2 separate regions of the Triticum aestivum genome follow, and region 1 is linked to region 2. A link is a contact called in public Hi-C data. All regions are on one chromosome and are shown on one strand. The core of a region is the stretch at or near the end of the contact, and the rest is flanking DNA. Distances in the headings are between cores, read along the strand shown. Region 1 has its middle 25 kb from the start of LOC123044150. Region 2 holds the start of LOC123044143 (heavy metal-associated isoprenylated plant protein 3).

Region 1 (5,601 bases), core at 882-3,381, 330 kb before region 2:
TTGTGTCTGGCACTTCACCTACCATTTGATAGATGTCCACCTAAACTCTACCTTTCACTCGTAAAAAAGTTAAACTCCACCATCAAAGTGAAGAATGATTACCCATCCAACATGAAACAAACCAAACAGGAGAAAAACGGTCCAACCGAGAAACACCAAGGTTCGTCATCTCTCTCTCTACATTCATCCATGAGATATTATTTTACTTTATTATATTTCTAGTGTTTTCCTTTTCGTAGACTTGTTGAGTTTCCCTTTTTTCCATTTTATGAATAATTGTTAACTACGTACTCATATTTAGACAGTAACTTTTTCATCTAAAATAACTTTTTCATGTTCCCCCTTTTTTACATATATTTACACGGTCCATTTTTCAACAAACAGTGGAATATTTCCTTTACAAAATTGCATAAACGTTTATAAAAATCTCATGAACACTTCTTAAAATTCATGAACTTTTTTTCCAAATATGTGTTTTTTTTTGTAAATACATGAATTCTTTGTATGAATATATTTTTTAAATGGGTAAACAATTTTTGTAAATACATAATTTTTTGTGTGAATATATTTTTAAATGGGTGAACACTTTTGTATGAAATATATGAAGATGTTTTGAACTATATAAACATTTTAAAAAGTGTGGAAACTTTTTAAAGTTTCATCAACATTTCTTTTAAATTTTATGGACATTTTTTAAAATGTGCAAATATAGTTTTTAAATATGTGCATACTTTTTAAAATAGTACGAGCAAGCTTTAAAGCGCACTATCATATTTTTAACGTGTACTATGTAAACAATTTTTTAAGTATCATGGATAGTATCTGCAATGTACTATTTACAGTTACAGAAACATTAGTTATTTTTTGAAAAAGGTGAATAAAAAATCAACACAAATGAAAAGAAATAAAAAATTGCTCAACCTACGCCTTTTCTTTTTGACAAAATTGCCCAACCTACGCTAATTGGCCGTCTCAATAAAGATAGCGGGTGGCAGTGTTTCCAGACACTCTAAACGTCCTACTCCCTTCTTTTCGGTTTATAGGGCTCAAATCTGAAATGTCATCAGACCAAGGCAGATGTTGAGTGGAGGAATGTATCTCGTACTTTACAAAACTACCCAAATTAAACTGATGCATTAATTTGGATTAATTGCGGTGCATGCATGCTTGACCCCTAGATGAATAAGAACATTACATGCATTGATGACTCCCTTTTTAATTCTTGCATGCATATACTTAATGTGGCTCTGAATCTCAATATAGAGATGGAGATGAGCCCTTTAAATAGAAAAAACAAAAAAATTAAGATAAACCCTATAAACCGGGAAGAAGGGAATATAACTTAACGTGCTCTGTTTGATGCGTGGCTAACTGCTCTGTGGTTAGTAGTTAGTATGTGTGTGAATTTTCCCTAAAATACGTGTCATGTGTAACCAACGATGCCTCCTCAAGTCTAAAAACCTCCACCACATGGGACATGTGGTTAGCAAACTCAAAACTCATATAGAATTATAAGTCTAAAACACCTCCAACAAAAACTGAGTAGACACCACCATAAAGAAAAACACTAAAATCATACTGTATAATAACATAGTTAAAGTCCATAACCCATAAACAAAGAACAGTGCGGCAAAGCGCGCGATCAAAACACATCAAGCCAAACAACGATACGTAGGAAATGCTGCCGTAGCAAGTACTACCAGTAGAACTAGAAACAGTACTGGGATCATAGTTGACCCGCTGCTTGTGAGATAAGACAGAGCTCCATAGCATAGCAAGGTGCGTCCTGCGCAAAGACTGCAGGTGATGGTGATGCGATCATGCGAATCCAAACCACCTTCAGCTGGCGGGCGGTGATGAATATGATGGCTTGCAATGGAAAGCACTGACCACCAGACCCTGCACCAGAGTGGGAGAATGCCACGGCACGGGCACGGGCACGGGCACAGAGGCAGGCGCAGGGGAGAGCACCGGGAAGGGGGAAGGAATAATGGAAAGGCTGATACTGCTTGTCTCCATGCACCCCCACCTCACGCGGAGGTTTCCTTGAAGTGGCAACAACTAAAGAAGGCCACGCATGTGAGAAAGTCGAGTCCCAGTGTACCACTGCCCCATTGCACGCACGAGCAGCAACAGTCCAAGCGAAGTTGTGTTGTCTGCTTCCCTCGTGTCCTTTTCGTAGATTCCCTGGTCAGTGCAGTGTAGGGGATCCCCATGCTTTCATCATCATGAGGATGAGAAATGGGGTGCGTCGTACGCACGGGTAAAGGAAAAAGGTAAAGGGAATGCCGGAAAAGGAGAGGATTTTGGCAGAGGGAACTGACGAGGGGACGCGAAACAAAGGAGTAAAAACGGGACGTCTTTTTCTGCGTGAAAGGAGTCATGTCCTTCTGCTTCTTTTCACGGGAGTTTCCACGGTTTGTATCATCCAGCTCAACGGGGACCTATTTTTCTTGTCAATTTAGAGCGTGTTTGGTTACAGTAGTGAACAGTAAATGTATTGCATACACGTCTCAACCCAGTCTGGCTCTAAAAAAACAGTCTCATATGCGACATCTGTAAAAAAAAATTACAAGGTTTTTGACATATCTGCAAGTTGTTTTGTTACCTGCATGCTCTCTTGCCTACATGGGCTGAACCACACTGCCTGATGTTTGGTTGGCTGCATGTTAGTGGACAAACTTAAGGCATGGTGTTTGGTTGTATGCAACGTTTGGCGTGCGGTAACCTCTTTCACTAGTTGGTGAGGTTACCAGCACACTTCGGCACAACCATGTACCACACATCATAAGCAGAGCACAGCATAAACAGAGCATCAACAGTTGTTAGACTGTATAGCTCATGTATATGTGTACGTATGATGTAACATTGTACCCACTCATTATATATATGTGATAGGCCATCCCTAGAGGGTTGTGCCGGTTCCTCCAAACCTATTGTTTCACATGGTATCAGACTAGGTCAAAACTCGCTTCCGCCCTAAAACCCTACACCGACACCGCCGCCGCCGCCGCCCCCACTTTCGATCGCATCTCCGTCGCCATGACGAGCGCTGCCGCCTCCGGCTCCACCACCGTCGGATTTCTACCAGCCTCTCTCGCGGCTCTTCGTTCCCGGCCGCTCGATGCTGTCGCGGTCCAATTGCCGATCGGGACCAGGAGCGCCGGCTCCCTCTTCGCCACTCTGGCCGCCTCATCGCCCGGGAACACGCTGACGGTTGACACCGCCGCCTCATCGCCCGCCTCTCACGCCGCCGTCGTCCCGCCTCCTCCAGTGGTGGAGCCCGCTCGGACTGGATGGCCGGGCTCTCTGCCTCGGGCCCGACACCGGTGCTCTCCGCTCCTGCGGCATCAGCTCCCCTTGCCGCTTCCATGACGGTGCCCCCTGCCTCGACGGCGTATTCGCCTCAGGCAGCCTGCTCCACGGGCTCGCTCCCGCTGCCGCCGTTTCACTTCGGCAATCTCATCACCATCAAGTTGTCGTCGGACAACTACATCTTCTGGCGTGCGCAGGTCCTTCCGCTCCTTGAGAGCCACTACCTGCTTGGCTACGTCGACGGTTCCCTCCCTTGTCCTCCTTCGCTGGTAGATAGCATGCACGGCCCGGTCTACAATCCGGCACACCGTGTTTGGACAGGTCAGGATCAGACGAACCTCACCATGACTGTTTCCGGACTCGTTGTCTTCGCCAAGACGTCTCATGAGGCATGGACCATCCTCGAGCGCTCGTTCGCGGAGCAGTCATAGGCCCGTGTCTCCGCGCTCCGTCGTTAACTTGGCGAGTGTGAGAAGCTTGACTCCACGGCCACCGAGTTCTACAATAAGGTCAAGGGCCTTGCCGACATGTTGGCCTCCATCGGACAACCGCTCACCGACTCCGAGTTCAATTCCTTCATTGTCAACGGCCTTGACGAGGAGTATGATGCCTTGGTCGAGATTATCAACGAGTGGGGCAACTCGACCCCCATGATGGCGCATGAGGTCTTCTCCCGACTTCTCCTTACTAAGCAGCGAGTCGAGTCGCGCCGCGCCAAGAGTAGCGAAGGGTCTCTCTCGGCCAACGCCGCCACCAAGGGTGGCCGCCACCCCTCGTCGTCCAAAGCTCCTTCGGGGCCGTCACCGCCACCCGCCTTTGCCCCCTCCGTCCGCAACCTTACCGGGGGCTGGTGGTAGGCGTGTGTGCCAACTTTGTGGCATTGAGGGGAACTAGGCCTCTAAGTGTCATAAACGCTTCCAGAAGAGCTTTCTTGGCCTCGACAATGATGGCAAGGACACGCACAATTTTGCGCGCCAGGTTGCCATGGCAGACCGCCCGGCGTCGACAAAGCAACAAGGGCACACTCACTCCTACTCCATCGACCCACACTGGTATATGGATTCTGGAGCAACGGAGCATCTCACGAGTGAGATGGGGAAGCTTCATACACATGAACCCTATCATGGCTCTGACAAGATCCACACCGCCAATGGAGCAGGTATGCATATATCTCACTTGGTGGTGAAAGCATCACTCCTATCATGGCATGCAAATAGGAGTCTTCAGCTTTGCAATGTTCTTAGAGTTCCATCTGTGTCACGTAATCTTCTTTCAGTTCCTAAACTCACACGTGATAATAATGTGCTTTGTGAATTTCATCCCTTTGATCCTTTTATTAAGGATCGGGGCATGAGGGACATTCTTCTAAGCGAGCGTCTATGTCAGGGCCTCTATCGTTTGGAGCATCCTGGCGTCGCTCGTGTTTTTAGTGGAGTTCGGGTCTCTCCATCATAGTGGCATGCTCGTCTTGGTCATCCAGCCACACCTATCATTCGTCATGTTTTGCGTCGTCATGAGCTTCCTAGCATGTCTAGTAATAAAGATGTAGCAGTGTGTGATGCTTGTCAGCAAGGGAAGAGTCATCAACTTCCTTTTTCAGAGTCTAGTCTTGAGGTGAAACATCCTATAGAACTTGTGTTTTCAGATGTATGGGGTCCTGCTCAGACTTCTCTTAGTGGTCATAATTATTATACCAGTTTCGTTGATGCTTACAACCACTTTACTTGGCTTTATCTTATTAAGCATAAATCTGATGTGTTCGATATCTTTGTTCAGTTTCAAAAACATGTTGAACGCCTTCTCAAGCATAAAATTGTTCATGTTCAGTCAGACTGGGGGGGGGGGCGAGTATCGCAACCTCAACTCCTTCTTTCAGTCGTTTGGGATCGCTCACCGTTTAGCATGTCCACATACACATCAGCAGAACGGTTCTGTGGAACATAAGCATCATCATATCGTCGAAACTGGTCTTACTCTTTTGGCCCATGCATTGGTTCCTTTTCGGTTTTGGAGTGATGCTTTCACCACTGCATGTTTTCTTATAAATCGTACTCCCACCCTTGTTTTGAACATGAAGACTCCCATTGAATGCCCCCTTAATGAACAACCTGATTACACCTTTTCAAGGTTTTTGGGTGTGCTTGTTGGCCGCACCTCCGTCCATATAACAAACGCAAGCTGGAGTTTCGATCAAAAAGCGTGTCTTTCTTGGCTATAGCTCCCTTCATAAAGGTTACAAATGTCTTCATGTTCCCACTAATTGAGTCTATATATCTCGGGATGTCG
Region 2 (6,184 bases), core at 3,247-5,746:
TTCCTCGTTGTCCACGATGGCCACGGAAGTGCCGGCCTTTGTGAACATGCCTTCCCCCCCCCCTTGCCTGACGCGTTACCGCCATTGCTCGCGGCGGATTTGCTGGAAGACGGCGTTGGCTAGCTTGGACAGCCAAAATTTCAATTTGTTGGGAGACAGTGTTTGGCGGCGGATTTGTAATATGTCGATTCTGCTTTCCTTGTTTTATACTCCCTCCGTTCCTAAATATAAATCTTTTTAAAGATTTTAATATGAACTATATACGGAGCAAAATAAGTGGATCTACGCTCTAAAGTATGTCTATATACATTCGTATGTAGTTTGTGCTGAAATCTCTTAAAAGACCTATATTTAGGAACGGAGGGAGTACTTTGTTTAAAAATTAATAAGTATTGTTATGTGCATTACAATGATGCAGGTCATAAGGTTTAACTTTTTCTAAAAGAAAAAGAAAAATCACTTTCCCTTGCCGTCGTTCAGCTCAGTATATGTACCACCGGAGATGGGTAGAAAACAGAGGGGTGTAGTACGTCCCGTCCGTGTGTCACGCACATTAAGTAGCCAGCCCAAGTAGGTGGTGTTGGCGGTTGGAACTTGTGTTGAACCTTTTCCCGCTTGTCCTTGGTGCATGGTTGCGCCCTTTTGTATACCGCAGGACCAGGCCAAGGTCCCCTTGGTGAATTTCTACTTGGTACGGCCAAGGTTTATCTGAGACGCTTCTTTTTATTCAAAAAAAAAAATCACGTCCGTTGCGAAAGTGAGCGTGCCTTGAGCTTCAGAAAAGCTCCTATGTCCTATAGAATGCGCGTGTCGCCGTGTCCGTGTCGACTGCCAGCTTGGATGGAATCAGCGGCAGGACACGCAGCAAGATCTCGATCGGCCTGGACAGCCCGGCCACCGTGACCTAACACACGTTCGGAAACACCAGCACGCACCTCGAGAGGCGCCGCACGCCGCGTCTCGCGCCCAGCACTGCACTGCCGCGCAACAGTCCTAGCTGCTGGGACTGCGGGCGTGTACGAGCGGATGAGATAGCACGCTAACGCTTCCATACCGAACCCTGTCACATTATATCGCGCGATGGATGGATGTGCACCTACGTACAAAGTACAGTACGCGCCAGAAATCACTGTTTAGTTTGGCTACTAACTCACATTATTTTAGCGCAATTGATGGATGTACAAAGTACACACAGTACTATGTGCCGGAAATCACTGTTTGATTAGCACCCGGTTCCGCGGTTAAAAGACCCATTAACACCCAGATCCGCACAGGAGCTCGCTCACCGTCACCGACCTGCCATGATTAATTAGGTGACGGGATGATTAGCCAGCATCAACGGTTGGGCGGACCCCATCCACAAACGGCGCGCGGCGTCAGCACAAACAGTGACCCGGGCTCAGAATTCTCATCATGTCGACGACGATGAACGATTGAGCCCATGGATGCTGTGTGCCGACATAGGTTCTCATCACCAAAACCATGTTTGCGTTCCCAAATCTCTAGTACTGCTCCTATGTTGATTTTGGACACGGATGACAATGACACAAACGGGCGCTTAATAGTGCCTGCGCTTTCACACACGTATCCCTGACGTGGATGACAATGGCATCATGGAGTAGTTGAATTGGAGCATCGCAGACGATCGACCACCCAATGTTTGATTGAACCAAATCTACTCGTGTGTTTCCTTCAAAAAATATAAAATCTATTCGTGTGTTGTCTCATTGTGTGTCTGATGTCCACCGGTTTCCTACACATGGCGTAAGCCACTTGTAGAGCTATCATCAATCTCGGAAGCTCCTAGGCACGGACTTGTTTCAGAAACTCGCAGCCGCAAACCAGCACATAGAAAAACACCATCCCTACTTGCAAACCCGCCTACAAGCACTAGAATACTCCACGGTGGCGGGCTGTCAGTCAGATGAAACACATACTATATGGTTAAAATAACTTGAGCATCCCCGTCACTGAACTCCACGGAGAAGAGACCAACGTCTCCACTGCGTAGCTTGACACCACGCAAGAACAGGACAAGACGGATTAGCGCTAAACAATGGGTAGAGATATGATTAATTAGCCACACCATCCCACACTAGCAGCGCATATAAATAAACACACACGCCGTGACACTGCCGCAAGCAAACATCCAAGACGTCGTCGTCTCACGCTAATCGATCACCGCACTGACGACCCGAACCATCGAGATAAAACAAACCCTTCGAGCCGCAAAAAGATGGCCGACGCAAGAGGCGCCGTCTCGAACCCCCCGGAAGACGAAAATGGCATTGCCACTGATCAACGTCGATGACCTCAAAAAAGAAAAAAGAAAACGTCGATGACCTCAGGGGATCTTCAATGATTATAAGATAGTTGTTGGTAGACTTTATCACATAGAATTTTTGATGATGTGTCATGCAATAAATGAGGAAAGAGAGAAATGTTGTATGTAATAAACCAACACCCATTACACAAGCTTCAATGTAGAATGAAAGAGCACCTTATTTATTATCTCACATCTTATTGGGCATACTAAATACAACCTATTTGAAATGTTGTATGTTAAGATATTGTTTGATGACATGGCATATTTTACCAACAAGCTAACATATAAACTGTAGCAGATGCTCTCACGGGCAACAGTGACGCGCCACCAGTTCATGGAACCGTTAATGGAGCACCGATTCATGCTGGCCATGACAACAACGATTGTTTGTTATAATTAACGAGTGCAGGGCCAAAATTTATCGGATGGATCGTGGAACATTACATTACATTACATCGCGGGACGGGATCGCTGTCGCCATGTACATGTCTGCTAATTCTCGGTGCGCTAAGCTACGTAACTACCAGCTGCTAGCTAGGCTAATGGTACCGCGCGCCAAACCCAGGCCGTGCTTCTCTGGTTTGATTCATACTGCTTGCGGCGACTCTGGGCTTGGCGTCGTGCTCATCGGCTCGTGGCGTGGCGTGGCATGGCAGCTCACATGACGGAGCAGGCGTTGGGGTTCTCGTCGCTGAACATCTGGGGCGCGTGGGCGGGGTACGTCGCGTAGGGCGACGGGTACTGGGGCCCGGCGTTCGGGTAGAAGCCGGGGTTCGGCGGCGGCGGCGCCGCGCCGTAGTAGCCGACGGGCGCCGGGGGGTACGGCATGTAGCCGTACTGTGGGGGCATCTGGTACATGCTCGGGTCCGCCATGGGCATCGGCGCCACGGACGCCGCGGACTTGTCCTTCTTGTCCTCGCCGCCGCCACCGCCGTCCTTCTTTTCGCCGCCATCGCCAGCGCCAGCGCCCTTGTCCTTCTTCTTCTCGCCGTCGTCTTCCTTGTCGCCGTCCTTCTTGCCGGGGGTGACCACCTCCACCGGCCGACTGAGCTTGTCCCTGAGGTAGCCCGGCAGGGCGGCTGTGTCCATGGTGCCAGTCACCTTCACCAGGTCCTTGGCAGCGTCCACCGTCACTTCCTTCACTCCTGCGTAGAAACAAAACAAGAGAAGAAGGTGTCAGTCAGTTTCCAGCAAGATCCAACTAAATGATTCCTTGTACCAGGTCGGAATGAATCTGCGGCCAAAAGGAAGAAACAGAAAACTGACCTTTGATCTTGTTGACGCGGCGCTTGATGCGGTCGATGCAGCCGTCGCAGTGCAGCCTGATCTTGAGCGTCACGGTCTCCTGATGGAATCAAGGAAAAAGGGCAAGATGAATATGAGACCAAATCTTCATTTACAACACCTGCAAGTAACTAACTGCATATCACAGAGTTGAATTCTACAGTAGCCCAGGGACGAACCTCTTTGGGCTCCTTTGGTTTCTTCTCCTCCTCCTTGGGCTTGTCGGCGGCTTCCACCTTTTTCTCTTTTTTCTCAGCACCGGCACCGCCACCGCCCTTCTCCTTGTCTGCTGCCTTGCTCTTCTCTTTCTCCGGCTTATCGCCGGCGCCGGCCTTGTTGTCCTTGTCCTTGTCCCTGTTGTCCTTGTTGGGCGATGCGGCTCCGGCGGAGACGATTTGAACGGGCTTCTTGGTCCTGGCCTCGATGCGCTCCTTGATCTCGGCCGCGTCCGCCGCGCCGGTGACGACCACCTTGTTTGCCGCCGTCTCAGTCTTAACCGACTCCACGCCTGCAGAGAACCAAATTAAGGCAAACGGTCAGAAATTACACTAGTCCTACAGAGAAGGGAACCGTAAGGAGATGAAAGAAAGAAGCAGGCGTACCAGGGGCGTTCTTGATGGCCCGCTTAACCTTGGTGGCGCAGCCGGCGCAATGCAAGTCGACCTTGAGCACGATGGGCTGGCGCGGCGCCGCGGCGTCCTTCTTGTGGTCGCCGCCGTCAGCCTTGCCCGGCTTCTCCTTCTTGTCCTCGCCCATGGCGGTGCGGTGGCTTGGCGGAGCTCCGGGGGAGGGAGGGAGGGAGGTAGTGCGTGGGCGTGGGCGTGGGTTGGAGGAGAGGAGCACGTGGTGCTTGGAATGAAGGGGCAGGAGAGGTGGGGCGGGCGCGGTGTTAAATAGGAAGGAAGGAGAGTACCGTACAACTAGAACAGAGTTAATTAGACGATAGTACCACAATTGGGGCCGTGGTGGCGAATTGGTACTCGTTTTAAAAATTTTTACGTGTCAGTACCACGTTTGGACCGAACCGTTGCAAATCGGGCTAAACTTCGTATTTGTACGTATTGACGCTGGAACTAACCGCCCGGGCCCGCGCGTCAGACGCCACGCTGGCGAATCGGCACTCGCCCGCTCGCTCAATAGGTGTGGTCCGGCTCGAACCGGACCGGCCCGTGCTCCACTCTGTTCCTCCTCGCTCCTGCCTCCCTCCTTGCTCCTCTCTCGTCGCCCTCGTCACCGCCGGCAGCTTTGCCGGAGCGGAGCGCCGCCGCCCGCCATGGTTTTCGAAGACGAAAGCAGTGAGGACACGTCCAGCCTGCCGTACATGCACTCGACCTCATCCACGGACGGGCTTAACCAGGTGATTTTCCTTGAGCTAGGTCTAGGGTTAGGGTTTCAGATTTGGGGCTTTTTGATTTGGTTGATTTCGCTGGGTTTTGATTTGGGCATTTTGATTGTACGAGCTTCGGCAGGTCCCTTTCAGCGTTGAAGATCCAGATTACCAGGGGCTTGAGCTGGAAACGATGTCGCCATGTGAGAAGCACGGCAAGGCATCTGAGAGGCTTGTCGCATTTGAAGGAATAGACACAGGGAGAAGGTTCCTAGCATGTGCAGAGCCGGTATGAATTCTATGCTGATAGTGGGATATTATATATAGGTTGATAGTGTCATATTATTGTTGGTTTGACAGTGCCATATTGAACATGAGTGAACATGAGTACAAGGCCTGATTATTAAGGGCATATTCATATATAGGTTGATAGTGTCATATTATTGTTGGTTTGACAGTATCTAGGTGGATAGTATGTACTGCATATGCTTTGGCAGTTCACCAAATTTGCAGTTAGAGATTGCTCTCTCTTGTTTTGAAGCGATTAGCAAAATCTAGTTCAAAGTTGTAGCTGAGTGGTGCTGTAATTTGTCATGCTGTTATTTAGTGGGTAGGTACATCTCAATTACTAGTGTAGCTTAGTGGTGCTATTATTACCAATGTACAATGTTATTGCTTTGCACTAGTTATTTACCTGTGCTTCTGAAGTAACATGTTTATTTTTTTTATCTTTTTGCCTTTTTGCAGGAAGGGCAGAATTGTGGGTTTGTCGAATGGGTTGATCACCAGTGGCCCCCAACAATGCAAAATGCATTGTTGAAGCTGTGGGCCATGGTTGAAGATAGCAAGAGTGCTAGGGTGAATGATAATCTTGAAAGTTCTTTCACTATCCACCATCTGACAGAAGAGAAGAACAAGCTGGAGGCCAACTATGACAAGTTAGTCCAAGATGTGCATGAACTTATGAGCTTCCAGGAGGACAGGGTGGTGGATTTCAGATATCTGCAGGATAACCTTACATATCAGCAGCAATGCAGAAGTGAACTGCTGGCTGATATGAAGGCACAGATGGCAAAGAAAGATGCAGAGTTTGAGAAGCTTAAGCAGAATTATGAAGTGCTACTGAACCTGACAAGAGCACAAGCAACAGTCATCCAGAACTTGAAGTTGAAGCATATTAAAGACAAGCAATTGTTTAGTGAAGATAAGATGAACTTGGAGTTGAAGAATGCAGAGCTCACAAAGTC

What was found. A called contact is a pair of places that touch in the nucleus more often than the background predicts.
Region 1: a Hi-C map of leaf shows a contact between it and region 2, with 3 times the contacts expected there. The contact joins the enhancer-like site here to the promoter of LOC123044143 in region 2. A contact is called at or near these places in 1 of 5 Hi-C or Micro-C datasets (leaf) and 1 of 1 datasets of contacts at active chromatin or transcription factors (leaf).

The regions. Positions count from the first base shown.
Region 1 is chr1A:239,929,806-239,935,406 of IWGSC CS RefSeq v2.1, reverse strand. No RefSeq gene overlaps it. Among protein-coding and RNA genes, the nearest start is that of LOC123044150, 25 kb to the left of the region's middle. Within about 2 kb of position 2,131, at least 4 of the 8 cell types and tissues checked have an H3K27ac peak or open chromatin away from gene starts, as enhancers often do. A contact at or near this core is called in leaf, where this site is marked.
Region 2 is chr1A:239,600,057-239,606,240 of IWGSC CS RefSeq v2.1, reverse strand. It overlaps LOC123044143 (heavy metal-associated isoprenylated plant protein 3), which reads right to left and starts at 4,496. Exons shown (of 4, transcript XM_044466794.1): 1 at 4,213-4,496; 2 at 3,790-4,118; 3 at 3,593-3,671; 4 at 2,698-3,471. The coding sequence starts at 4,366. The coding sequence ends at 2,984.